Regions from separate parts of the Nothobranchius furzeri genome. Here region 1 is linked to region 2. Evidence: chromatin contacts called from public Micro-C data. All regions are on one chromosome and are shown on one strand. Each heading gives the region's core, a stretch centred on a gene start, on an enhancer-like site or on the middle of the called end of the contact. The rest is flanking DNA. Distances are from core to core; before and after follow the strand shown.

The links. A called contact is a pair of places that touch in the nucleus more often than the background predicts.
Region 1: a Micro-C map of tail fin shows a contact between it and region 2, with 12 times the contacts expected there. The contact joins the enhancer-like site here to the promoter of arl4d in region 2. A contact is called at or near these places in 2 of 2 Hi-C or Micro-C datasets (skeletal muscle and tail fin).

The regions. Positions count from the first base shown.
Region 1 is chr16:48,546,236-48,552,848 of NfurGRZ-RIMD1, forward strand. No RefSeq gene overlaps it. Among protein-coding and RNA genes, the nearest start is that of dusp3a, 12 kb to the right of the region's middle. Within about 2 kb of position 4,041, at least 1 of the 3 cell types and tissues checked has an H3K27ac peak or open chromatin away from gene starts, as enhancers often do. A contact at or near this core is called in tail fin, where this site is marked.
Region 2 is chr16:48,512,934-48,519,513 of NfurGRZ-RIMD1, forward strand. It overlaps arl4d (ADP-ribosylation factor-like 4D), which reads left to right and starts at 2,852. Exons shown (of 2, transcript XM_015962671.3): 1 at 2,852-2,952; 2 at 3,710-5,063. The coding sequence starts at 3,779. The coding sequence ends at 4,384. It overlaps tmem106a (transmembrane protein 106A), which reads left to right. Exons shown (of 8, transcript XM_015962673.3): 8 at 1-384. The coding sequence ends at 53.

The sequences.
Region 1 (6,613 bases), core at 2,791-5,290, 34 kb after region 2:
TAACAGGAAGAAACCTCCAGCAGAGCCAGACTCAGGAAGGATGACCGTCTGTGTCGTCCATCTGGGGGGTGGGAAAATAGGAAAAGGATACAAACAAGCACAAAAGCAGCAGGCCAGGAATATCTGCTGCAGGAAAGAAAAAGGAAAACAAACAAAAACTGTATAGATTACTAACCCCAACCCATTCTAAGTTTAATCCATAAGAGCCTCGAGTAATTCTGCAATGTGAGAACGAAAGGCTCTGCAGAAGATTGTGGTCTTTAAAAGATTTTGATGTATGAGGTATATTAAAGTCTAATTTGAATTTTAGAGCCAGATGAGGGAAAGCTGGAATTTGGAGAAACAAACAAGCAAAAATGCAGAAATAAGCTTTTTGTAGCATTTTGTGGACATTCAGAATTAAACGGCACAGAACAAATTCAGAGAAAGAGTCGTGCATCCCAGGAAACTCTCATTAATGCACAAAATAAATTTGATGAAACATTTAACCAAGTGTTTATTTTAGCAACTTAAATTTTCTCTGATTCAATTAAGACTTATTTCGTAAAACTTTTACACACAGAGGACTGAATTTTACTCTTGATATAAGTTTAATAACAAAAATAAGTGTTCCCTATAACATTACAAATACTTTAAAAAAACAATCATGTAACTGATCACTATTTATTTATCTTCATATTACCTCTTGCAATTTTATTCCTTTACCACACCACCGGCCCCCTGCCTCAGGGCCGGTGGTCTGCAGCAGCGGCCTCAGTGCTCTCCAGGTAGTGCTTGGGTGTAGGTGGGGGCCCTCGCCCTTCCTCCTCTGGCTGCTCGGTGTCTTGTCCTGGCTGCTGCCATGGTGGATCTGCTATTGTTGGGGCAGATGACTCCTTTGATGGCATATCCTTACGTACCTGACTCATCTGAGCCACAGTGTTTACTTATGTTATCAAGTGTGTGGTGTGTGCATGTGTGCAAGCAGCGTCTTGGTAAGACTGATGTGGTTTATCGTGCCTCGCTGAGGTTTATTACTAACTGTAGACCACTGACCCATCATTGTGAATTGTATTCTCTAGTGGGATAGCCTTCTTTACCCACCAGGTGGTTGGGACATAGGGACACTTTGATTTATAAGGTCATGCTTGGATTACTACTCACCTACATCTGTAACTTAACCTCACGGAGAAGTGTAACTTCTGTCAGTCTGCATGCAAATGATCAGTTGTTGCTTAGTGTTCCATTTGCTCCCACCGAACTGGGCAAAAGGGCTTGCGTTCACTCTGCTCCTTCTGCATGGACCAGGCTCAGGAAAACTGGAAAGTAACCGAGTTTATCTCCTGGAATACATTTAAATCCAGACTAAGAACCCTTGAGACAGATTCCCTGTGTTGTAACTGCCTTCTGTAATTTTCTACATAACATGAGCTGAAACTTTTGTAACTGTAACTTTTGCTGCCCCTTGGCCAGGACTCCCTTGAAAATGAGGTTTTTAATCTCAATGGGACCTTCTTGATTAAATTAAGAATAAATAAATAATAAAATGTGGGCATGTGTGTGTATGTGTGTGTCACTGGGTTGGGGGGGGGGGGGTAATTGTCAATGACGTTTGTGGGATATGTGGGGTCTTCTTTAATCTGTAAAGCACTTTGAGGTACATTTTCTGTTTGAAAAGCTCTTTATAAATGAAGTTTGATTGACTGATTGATTCTGTTTGGGTGTTTTGTCTTTCGGATGGACCAGTTTCTGTCCGAGGGAGTTGTTGGGTTTAAAGTTTACTAGGATGTTGTGATTGGAGAAAATTCTTCTAAGTTTCTCTGAGACTCCCGCCACAGTTGTCCTTTTCTTTACTATTTGCTGTTGTGGATGCTTTTCCAGACTTCTTAGTGGATTTCATAAAGACGTCCAGTTAGGGTATCTGCAGTTTTGGAGAGCTTTCTAGATGTGTTTCCCTTCCTTTTGCTTTCCTGCAGTCTTTGTGGGAATATTCTCAGCCCAATGGTGTAAAGTCGTAATTACTGACATTCTGTGCACCAGTGGGTGATGTGAGTGAAAATGGTGAATTAAGTCATATTTTGCACCCAACAAACAAATGTTCACAGGATCGTTCATGGCTGTAAATTCAAAGAGTTGGAGTACCCGGCCCAGAGGGTTACCGGGGTCCCACCCTGGAGTCAGGCCTGGGGTTGTGGCCCGTGAGCGAGCGCCTGGTGGCCGGGCCCAGCCTGAACCAGAAACATGGGCTCATCCAACTGTGGACCCACCACCCAGAGGAGGAACATGAAGGGTCCGGTGCAGTGTGGATCGGGTGGCAGACCGGGAGCCTTGGCGGTCCGATCCCCGGACAAGAAAACTACTTTTTGGGACATGGAACGTCACCTCGCTGGCGGGGAAGGAGCAAGAGCTTGTGGCAGAAGTTCATCGGTACCGGCTAGATATAGTCGGACTCACCTCGACACATAGCATTGGTTCGGGAACCCAAGTCCTTGAGAGGGGTTGGACACTCTCCTTTGCTGGAGTTGCTCCGGGTGAGAGGCGGAGGGCTGGGGTGGGCTTTTTGTTAGCCCCAAGACTCTGCCTGTGTGTTGGGGTTTACCCCGGAGGACGAGAGGGTAGCTTCCCTGCACCTTCGGGTTGAGGAACGGGTCCTGACTGTTGTTTGTGCTTATGGGCCAAATATCATTTCAGGGTACCCACCCTTTTTGGAGTCCCTGGGACGAGTGCTAGATAGTACTCCATCAGGGGACTCCATTGTCCTGCTGGGGGACTTCAATGCTCACGTGGGCAATGACAGCTTGACCTGGAGGGGTGTGATTGGGAGGAACGGCCCGCCTGATCTGAACTCGAGTGGTGTTTCATTATTGGACTTCTGTGCAAGCCGCAGTTTGGCCATAACGAACACCATGTTCGAACATAAGGATGCCCATCGGTGCACTTGGTACCAGGGCAGCCTAGCTCGCAGGTCGATGATGGACTTTGTAGTCGTACCATCTGACCTGAGAAAGACACCATCAGGTCTGAGTGTTTATCAGGGTTCCATGTAGTTGGATAAAAAAGTGCAAATGAGAGGAATCCCACTGAAGAGGCAGGTAAACTAAACATTATTTACTAAGTAAAAAAAATAACAGAACACTAGGAACAAACGGGGAACACTAGAAATAGTCTGAAGACTCCTGGAGGGCTAACAAACAAAACAGGATAATTCAATACGGGAGAATGAAACCAGGCAGCTTAAGTGCTGCGGGAAGTGAATGCTAGATAAGGAACAGGTGAGCTGAATGACTAAGAACAAGTATGCATGATTAACAGGGGAGTTGCGCGAAACAACAAAAATACTGGAACAGGCGACACAGACTGTGACCGTATTTATGTCTGTAGCAGTGGTCTGAACTTGCTGCAACCTGAAACAGGAGCAAGTCTTCTGTGTGAATACTAAATCACCAAGATAATCAGAGAGATCTACTGAAGCAGTTACAAAGCTTCTAAAATAGTTTTACAAATCTACAAAAAGGGGGGCAAGATGAACTCTAGAAGTGTAGAATGAGTAATGATGTTTTTGTGAAGATGTAATGTCTCCTGACTAAAAAATAAACTCCAAGAAATGTGTTTTATTTTCCAATTTAAGTTAAGGGTTTTCCAAATAGAGGAACAGAAGAAGTGCATTTTAAAAAGTCCAAAAACAGAAAACAGACATGCAAAGTCCCCCCAGGTTCTGATTTCTTAAAATTTGCTTAACTAGCCCATAAATATAGCCGAGTATGATCTGCGTAAACTCTTAACTTTGTTAGTGATCATTACACATTGAAAGATAATGTGTCCTTCACTTTTGGTGAGCCAGGGACAGAAAATAACTTGCTGACGGTCTGGGTGAGGCAGCTGGAATTTGCATTGGCCCTCAATCAGCCTCAAAAGAATGCCCTCTTTAGATAGACAGAATTTCAATAGACTGAGAAAAACATCAGAGGAAACTTTGGGAATGAAACCTTTCTGCCTCGACTGGAATGGGTGGGGACAGCACAGGAATGAATGTGATGTAAAACAGCAAAATAAGTTTCAGGAAATACCTCGAAGGCTGGTTGGGGGCGTGTCTGCAGGTCAAAATAGGGAGGAATAAAATAATTATACAGCCTGAGCTAGCAGCAAACAAGAGAGATGTTACTAAAACTCCTGAGTTAAATTTATCACTTTACTGAGGACATTTTCACTCATGTCTAAGAACATAATTAGGGTTAAATGTTAAAACCATATAGGTTTACAAAGAGGGTGCGTTTAAAATAAGAGGAAAGTCCTATTTTGAAACAAAACAGGAACTGCAATAAAGCATCACAAGACAATTTTCTCAAGTTATATCATGCTGCAAAGAGTAAAGGAATTGATTCATGTGGAAAACAGAAAAATCATTTTTTAATTTATGATTATAAACTGTCACTGTGAGTTTTTCATGCAGGCTGAACATAAAAATAGTCTCCTACACCTATCTCCTGCATTAGCTTCTGATAGAAAATAGACGGTGAAACATTTGAAAGCTTGACAGATCTACGTCACACTATGAATTAACATTCATGGACTCGCCCATCTTCACTCATGACGGGGAAGGCTAGCGCTCGGGAAACAGCAGAGCGCGTCTCGGCTAGTTGAAACTAACCGTTAGGATTAGCAACTTCACCACATGGCAGAACACCTTCAGGCTTGGTGGAGATATAACATCAATGTTGCAAGTCAGTGGTAGAGTTGTGTTGCTGTTGTCCAGTTAGAGGCGAGATGTCCAAACATCAGGAAATAAGACTCCAAAACTTGCCGTCTGAAGCTCAGCTGTGATGTGGGCAACCTTTAGGTCAGAGAAAAGGTGCACTGGTCAATTTTTCCCTTGAGAGTGACTTACAAGGCATTCATTCCTACTAGAGACTCTGCAAATGTACTGACTAAACAAGTCAACCACTGATTTAGAAAAAATTCCATTAAGATTAAATTACGTTGTGTCCTTCAACAGAATATTTGCAACAACGTCAAATAAAATGTGTTTCTCTAAAAAAAGTTATCCCCTAAAATCCAAACGTGGACAGACTCTCAAAGTGGAGAGGGTTCATGTGACTCACCGTCTCAGGAATGAAGCCCTTCCATACCCTTGCTGTCCAGGCTTGAGGCTGTTTGATAATCTGCCTCAGGGAGGGAGGGCGAATAGTTCAAATGGACAGGCGGTTTGTCTGTACGTTTTTTTTTTTTTTTTGCTCTAGTGCTGGGGTGAATATATCCTAGAAAGGGATGCAGTGGTTTGTTTGTGTTTGATCTGATCTATCTCAGAGCAGCTTCTAAACCAGAAACTGGAGATGCCAGAACCCTAACCAGCATTTTTCAGCCTTTTCATTAAAAGAGCTGTTGGCTAACCTTCTTAAATATCCTGGCTGTGATTTCTTGCAGTTTACATTGCCCTGCGTACTCCTTTCCTCTGAATATGACCCCAAATGGATAACCTGAGACAACACGGTGTGGTAATCAAGTCATCACTCCGTGGTTCAAATAACAGCGGGCTTAAATCTGGGCTTCACAAAGAGGCTTTTGTCGGCAAAACACAAACATGGAAGCCGTAAATCTCCGAGAAAAAGGGAGAGATCATCTCTTCAGACAGGTTGTTCTGTTTATGAGATGGTTTGTTTGAATTGGAAAGCCAGGATGAGATTTTTAGGGTTAGGAATGAGAATGTTATCAGTTTCCCCAGATGTTAGCAGGTTAGGACTCAGAGACGAGCCTGTTAGTCACTCTGAGAGGGATTCCTTTTATTTAGCGAACTGTGGAATGAAGGTAAGTGTGTAATAGAGAAGTAATCAGAAGGACTTTACCTAAAATCCATCTATGATTTATTGTGTCAATAATGAATGGATTCGGAGGGGAGTAAGACCGGAGGAGGTGTTGTTTTCTTTGCTCATCTTCAAAAAGAATTTATAAAAGAGAAAACCGCGAGAGAATAAAACATGAGAACTGCTGCCAAACGTGTTTCAAGCAAGCACGGTCAAATCTCTTTTATCTTTGCAAAACTGCAGAAGAAGAAAAGCTGTTGAAGCAAGAAGAACAACTCCTTATTTTTCCACAAGTTTATGTGTTTTCTGACCTCTGGTCAAATGGCAGGACCACACCTCTTTTCACTTTAACCTATTGAACACTTTTAATTTTTATAGATTATCTTTATATTTTATTGTTAAATTTGTTTCTTAATTGTCTGCACGGCAATTATTTTAATTGTCCATTGTTGGGCTGCTCCTAATATCCAGTTTGATGGAGTGGCGGGAGACCTCCAACAATCCCTTCTCTCTTCCTACAGCTTAGAGCTATACAATTTTAAATATGGATGCAAAAAGAAATATAGAAATACCCGATTCATCTGCAATTCATACACAAAAAGCACTAAACTGACCAAGCCAAGGATAATACTGCACTTTACAGAAATCCTCATAATGCATCAAATCAGGGCTCTCCTATCACCAGGCCAAACACCTTTGGCACCAGGCTGCATAGAAGGGACAGAAAACTCTATAAAGTCACATAAGTGTGTTTTATTTGGAAGAATTATAATAACTCATTACATGACTGTGACGATCATAGAAATGAACATAACAACATTTGTACTATAGGTGTA
Region 2 (6,580 bases), core at 1,602-4,101:
TTGAGTATATTGACTGTGGGACCAACTCAACCACCCCGCACCCCGTAAGATGATGAAATCCAGACCAACACCACCACTTTATCACTCCAATAAATGTGATTTTATTTCCTTTATTTTGTGTCGTTTTAAATTTACCCAGTGGCTTTAATCCGTCACTACAAAGACGATGAAGTGTATGGTTTAATGAAATTTCTGTAAAATTCTGCAGTTTTGTCACTTGTTTACATTTAAGTGTAAATATGTTTGGTGGAAAATCTAGTGGTATTGTATAAAAGTGTATTTTATGTCATAATGATTTGGCTTTTTTTAAAGCTTTGTTTTGGTGTAAGAGAGTTGACCTCTGGTAGTGTTTGCACTTTAATAAACTGTGACATTGAAACTTCATGCGGCTTTGCTGGTACTGTGGTAGGGTTTTATGGAAGCCCATCAATGCCATAATGTTTATCATTTTAAAACTCAACAGTTTGAATGTTTTAAAATAACAAAATCATTTTTAGTTTCCACTCTAATGAAGATTAAATTTATAATTGTGAAATTCAAAGTCAGTGTGAGTTTCTTTTTCATAGTCACACTTCCATAGTGGTAACAGTATAGTGTTTGACAGCCTTTTATCCATTTCTTGTGGTTTTATTAGACCAATGATTTTTCACATTTTGGAGCTTGACCATTTTTTCTGATGGCGGAGACTACTTCTGGCTCAGTGGGGACCCCTGCTGATCAAATAGATGCCTGGTCAGTAGTGTTATCAGCATGAATGTTTGGCGCTGAGTTTCTATCCTTTCATGTAATCTGTACAAGACTTTTCCGTAAAAATCTAATATGTGTCTGTTTCTAAATTTCAAAAACTCAAGACTCTTTAACAAGATCAGCATGCTCCTCAAAAACCAGCTTCATCAATTCTTATACAGGATCATGTATTCTGTCTTCTGTGGGAGGATTTAAGTACTGTTGCTGCTGCTTTATTTTATATTGTTGCTCTAAAAATGTATGTTAGTGGAAAAAATACCTTTAGAATAATCCAAAAGGGTTCAAATGAAAATAACTAGACTTCTTTGGTTTCTTGAAGATGTTTCACTTCTCAATCCGAAGAGCTTTGTAAATTCTGACTGGAATATGGGAGGGTTGAGCTTTATTGTTGCTTAACAAGCAGAAACTCACTCTGAACCCCACACACACACACACACACACACACACACACACTTCCTGATAAGCCGTTAGCCTTTCTATTGGGAGGGAGTCGCGTGATTAAATGCATGAGGGTAGACCTTGGAGTAGACTGAAAATACACAAGAACTCAGGATTAGACTGAGTTGACCTATGTTTAGCCTTGACTGATTTTTTCTGTCATAATAGCAGAAATTTTGAGATTTCCAAAGGTGACGCATGAAAAGTTTGAAACTAATTACTCTTGAGCCTTTTACAAAACCTTGTTCTTTGGTCAACTGGCCACAAGGTGGAGCGAGATAACCATCTTGGCCAGGAACCCTGTATATGAGATGTTTCCACTCATTAATCTACCTGGTTACATGAAATAAAAACTGAAAACAGTGTTTCATCTTTGGGTGGTATCTTTGCCTCTTTTTCTACTATCCACTGCTACCTGATCAACCTGGGATTAGATTTTCTCTTGTGTTTACAACCTGGGAAGGTGGCTACAGACCCAAGGACCTTAAACTTCTTAGTAATCTGTAGTCAGATGCACACCAGGCTGCTGAGATGTGGTCTTCTGGCCTTCAGCTGCCTGGAGATCATCCTTTAGGCCAAGGGTTCTCAATCCTTGTCTTGGATGGCCAGTTTCCAGCATATTTTCCTTGTTTCTATGCTTCAACACACTTGATTCAGTGGTTGAGTCACCTGATCAGAAGCTCATTGGGCTCTGCTGAAGCCTGCTGGTTAAAATCGGGGCGTTGAAGCAGGGAAACATTTAAAGCGTGCTGGATACCAGCCCCCCAGGACTGAGAACTCCTGATCTAGCCTTTACCTTCTAGATGCTCCTCTGTCTCTGCTGAGATAATTCTGTCCTCGCTGTTCTGTGTCCCACTTTCCCTGTGGGACAATATTATACTGTTTAGTAGTGTGATTTCTTTTCACTCTAAAAAGGCAGGGGGACTGACGAAAAGATTGAAGACACCTATGATGCTGATTACAGGACACACCCTATCCGAGTTAGTCAATTCTGCTCCTTCATGACTGGTATCCAGCATGTTTTAGTGGTTTCTCTGCTCCACCACACTTGCTTCAGTTGTTTATTCACCTGTACAGCAGCTCACCAGGCTCTGCAGAAGCCTGTTAGTTACCTGCTGATTGAAATCAGGTGTGTTGAAGCAGAATTAAAACTAAAACGTGCTGGATACTGGCTCTCCAGGACTGGAATTGAGCACATGTCCCTGTGGGGCTTCAGTGTTGTCTCTGAGTAGCATCATTTTAGTCCAGGCCAGTGGTGTTAGTTTGTTTTTGAAAAATGTTCTGATGACCCACAAATCAAAAGCAACATATCATTTTCACAAGTTGATTTTCACTTATTAAAAAAAAAACTTGTTTTTACTGTGGTAAATTTCAAGAATTTTTTTGTTTCGTTTTCGTGCACCAAGTTTCATCTAATGTTGTCTGATTTAAAAACAAGCCCAAAAACGGAAGTTATGTGTTACAAAACAAGAATTACATGCTACAAAACAAAAGTTACAATTACAAAACATGTTACAGGTTACAGAGCTTGGTACAAGTTACATGTAGTATTGTCCCAATCCTAGTTCCATACAAAGTGGCTTTCAGACGCAGCAGGCCCTGTAGTTTCGTATATTTACCTGCAGGAGGCGCGGAGCAGCTCCCTTCAGGTGGCCGTGACGTAACTCGTGCGTAGCTCGAGCGTCTCTATAAATCCTGTCAGTCAGCCCGCTGGAGGAGATCAAGAGAGGAGCAGAACACCTTCCGTTATGGATGTTTTAATCGCTTGTGGGTGATTATTCCTCCTTACATATCAGAGGTATGAGGGCTTTTGTTGTTGTTCTGGGACGAAGGCAGCTTGGTGTTTCATTTAATGTTCGGATTCGCGTTTATTATGGAGTCGTTATGGCTTTCCAGTCCATTTCAAGCTCAGTCGAGAGAAGACGCCCAAGTTGCCTAGTTTACCAGGTAACGATCTAAACAAAACAAGCACAGGAGAAGGTAGTGAACTAAAGTGATGTATGTGAATAGTGAGAAACGTGGCACCGCGTTTTACCCCAGCTTCTCACCTCGCTGGAGGATTTCCTTCATGTATGTGAAGCCTTATCAGAAGGAATGAGTCCCTGTCCTGTGGTAGCTGTGGGCAGATGATTGATGGTATCAGGATATCAACAACAGCCGGATTATAGCTGCTGCTGCAAAAACAGCCTCCAGAGCCAGAATACATATTGCATCTGCAGCACCGATCTGCCTCAGGAAAAGCCCTTCCACCTTAACCGTCTTAAGGGGATTAGGCTGAACCTAATACTACCTCAGACTCCTGGTTCATTCTTCATTCAACTCTTCTGTGTGGCACTTAGTATTTCACATAACTAAAGCCAATCCGGGAATTGCTGATCCAGGTCAGGGTGAGAACTTCCACGCTAGTTGGGTCAAACAACACCAAGTAGTTTAAGGTGTGAATGTGAAATGACTCTTAGTTTGCAAATGAGCCTTACTGATCTTCTCATTCAGTGCTAACGGGAGTTCTCTGTGTTTTGATAAGGTGCTGGTCTTCAGAGAGAGGATTAAACCAGGAATCTGTTCCCTCGACTCCCAGTCGTTGCCTGGAATCATGGGCAATCAGCTGACTGATATGGCTCCCAACACCTCGTTCCTGCCAAACTTCCAGAATCTGCACGTGGTGGTCATTGGCCTCGATTCAGCTGGCAAGACATCCCTGCTCTACAGGCTGAAGCTTAAGGAGTTTGTCAAAACAATCCCCACCAAGGGGTTCAACATGGAGAAGATCAAAGTGTCCGTGGGAGCATCCCGGGCCATAAACTTCCAGGTGTGGGATGTGGGTGGGCAGGAGAAGCTGCGCCCTCTGTGGAAGTCATACACGAGGAGAACAGATGGGATTGTGTTTGTGGTGGACTCTACTGAGCTGGAACGCATGGAGGAGGCCAAAGTGGAGCTGCATAAGATCACCCGCACCTCAGAGAACCAGGGGGTTCCTGTTCTCATCCTGGCTAACAAGCAGGACCAAGACTCAGCCTTGTCCGTCAGCGAGGTGGAGAAGCTGCTCTCCGTACATGAACTGAGCATGTACACGCTGTACCACGTGCAGGGCTGCAGCGCCGTGGACGGTCAGGGGCTGCAGGCGGGCCTGGAAAAACTCTACGAGATGATCGTGAAGAGGAAGAAGACGGTGAAACACAATCGGAACAGAAAGAGATGAACTCTCAGCGTAACCCGAGGAGTTTTGCTCGATGTTGGGACACTTCCACGATTTAATGGTCCTCTTTTTTTTTTACGGGAGAGTGATTTGTGCCAACAATTACAAACTGCCTTGGGGTCAGCGGAAATGGATTTGCTCACAATACGGAGGCAGCATTGACGGTCTTTGCGGTGCAGTCCTGTGGCTGCACTTTGGAAGCTGAACTTAAAGATTCAAGAAGGAAATGGACAGCAGTTAGTCATCACTAAGTGCTTTCTTAGTCTTGATTTAAAGGTTTCTAACTAGATTTACTATAGAAGCACATTTATATCCTTCTAGCGAACCTTTAGAGAAGTAACACATCTACAAACACTGTTGCTAGACTGCACAGCTTTTCCCTTGAATGGCTATTTTTATTCCACATTTTCATCCCCAAATGTTTATGGAATGCTTCATAATGTTTGTGCTGAACAGAGCAGGAGATTTTATTTCATGTTCCTAATAATGTGAACTTAAACAGTGTTCAGTGGTTACAGAGAACCAATAACTTTCTTCCTGTCGTAAGCACAGTTTTCATCCCAGTGTTAGCGAGAGTTGTACATTTTTGTAAATCTGCAGACCTAACAAATGTGTACAGAATTTAACTGCTATGTTGTATTTTTAGGTATAATAAATAAGTGATTAAACACCTTTAATTCTGGAGCAGCAGTGTTTGTTGTGTCTTTAAGACATTTTTGGGTCCACAAAGACATTTCAGAACAAAAAGAGGACTTGGTTTTAGTGAAAGGACAGCATCACAGCTTTATTTCTGGAGGTTAATCTATTAGTTTTACGGCCGGTGACTCGACTGCTTCGATTCTCTGTGGCGCTGCAGTCCATGGCCTGCTGGGCACTAAAGGCCTGCACACATATGAGCTAATGATAGATATGTCCCTTAGGAGTTAACTGAAACCAAGGAGATTTCAAGAAGACTCACTCTTCTGCTGAAAGCACCCAAAGCTGTTTGCATCTACTGAGGAGGCAAATGTTAGTGATTCAGTGATTCTATTCAAAACCAACGATGACCATTCACAGTCCTTTCTATGCACGATCAGATCAGCAAACAGGGTTGTCGGGGGTGGGGGTGCTCTCCCCCTCCCCCGTGTAAGACAAAACAATCCTGCTCACGCTAAAGCAGTGGGGATTTTGTTGTTTTGGCTCTGCAGAAGTTATCCTCATTTTTTGTGCAAATTATATTTTGGACTTTTACAACCATGTTTCTGTCTAAAAGGTTATAAACAGTCTCATCCAATCGCTTCCTGAACAGCCTCTGTTAGGAAAATACAGTGCTTATCTGTAGAAAGACTGATGGGCTAAATGCTAGTCTGTATGCAGCTCCACTCTCTTAAATAAACTTTTTCCTCACTTAAATGAAATTATGTGGTTGATTAAGCATAAATATAATTAAAAGCAGCAAAATATAGCATTTCTTGTAAAAAGGGCTACAGTAAATGCCCCCCGTTTGTGATGTCACAAATAGGGTCTTTTTGAAACAATTTGTTTTAGGCACATAATTCCTAAAACCAAACACTGACAGAAAACAAATGGGTGGATTTTTTCATGTTTGGAGTGTTTTTAGATGCAGTGAAGACCCACATAGCAGCAAAAAAGTGAGTTTTGCACAATTTGTCCACCTTCACCAGATTCCCCCTTAGTCAGGAAGTGTGTCCTCACTAATAACTGGAGTGAGTGATAATCACAACAACAGGTTCAAGCAGGGTCAAACCAGTTTCCCTTTCATCTCTCACTGGTTATTTTTTATGATGGAAATTTTCATTCTTCTTGTGAGACTTTTGACTCATCCAGAATTTTAATGCTAATATAACTGATCACAAATGCTATGAGTCACCAAAAGGCCAAATTAAAGTCCATTATTGTACCACGTTGTGCTAGTATCAGTGGTGTTTGAGGATCATTAGCGATGTTGGAGTTGAGTGAAACAAGGTGGAGAAAACTAAAGTGGTGGTCATTCCAGTTTTACATGCTGGTTTGGTTTGAAACCATCTCAGATTTGCTCCTAGATTACTCGTCTAGAATAAGTTTGAAGAAGACACAACGTGACATATCATTCTCCTGTTAAAAAATGTGTTATAAAACACTCTTTGCAAGAGGAAAGAGAAAAACACAGTGACCTTCAGTGACTGTTTTTCTGCACTGCTGCTCGAGTCTATTTGTGTT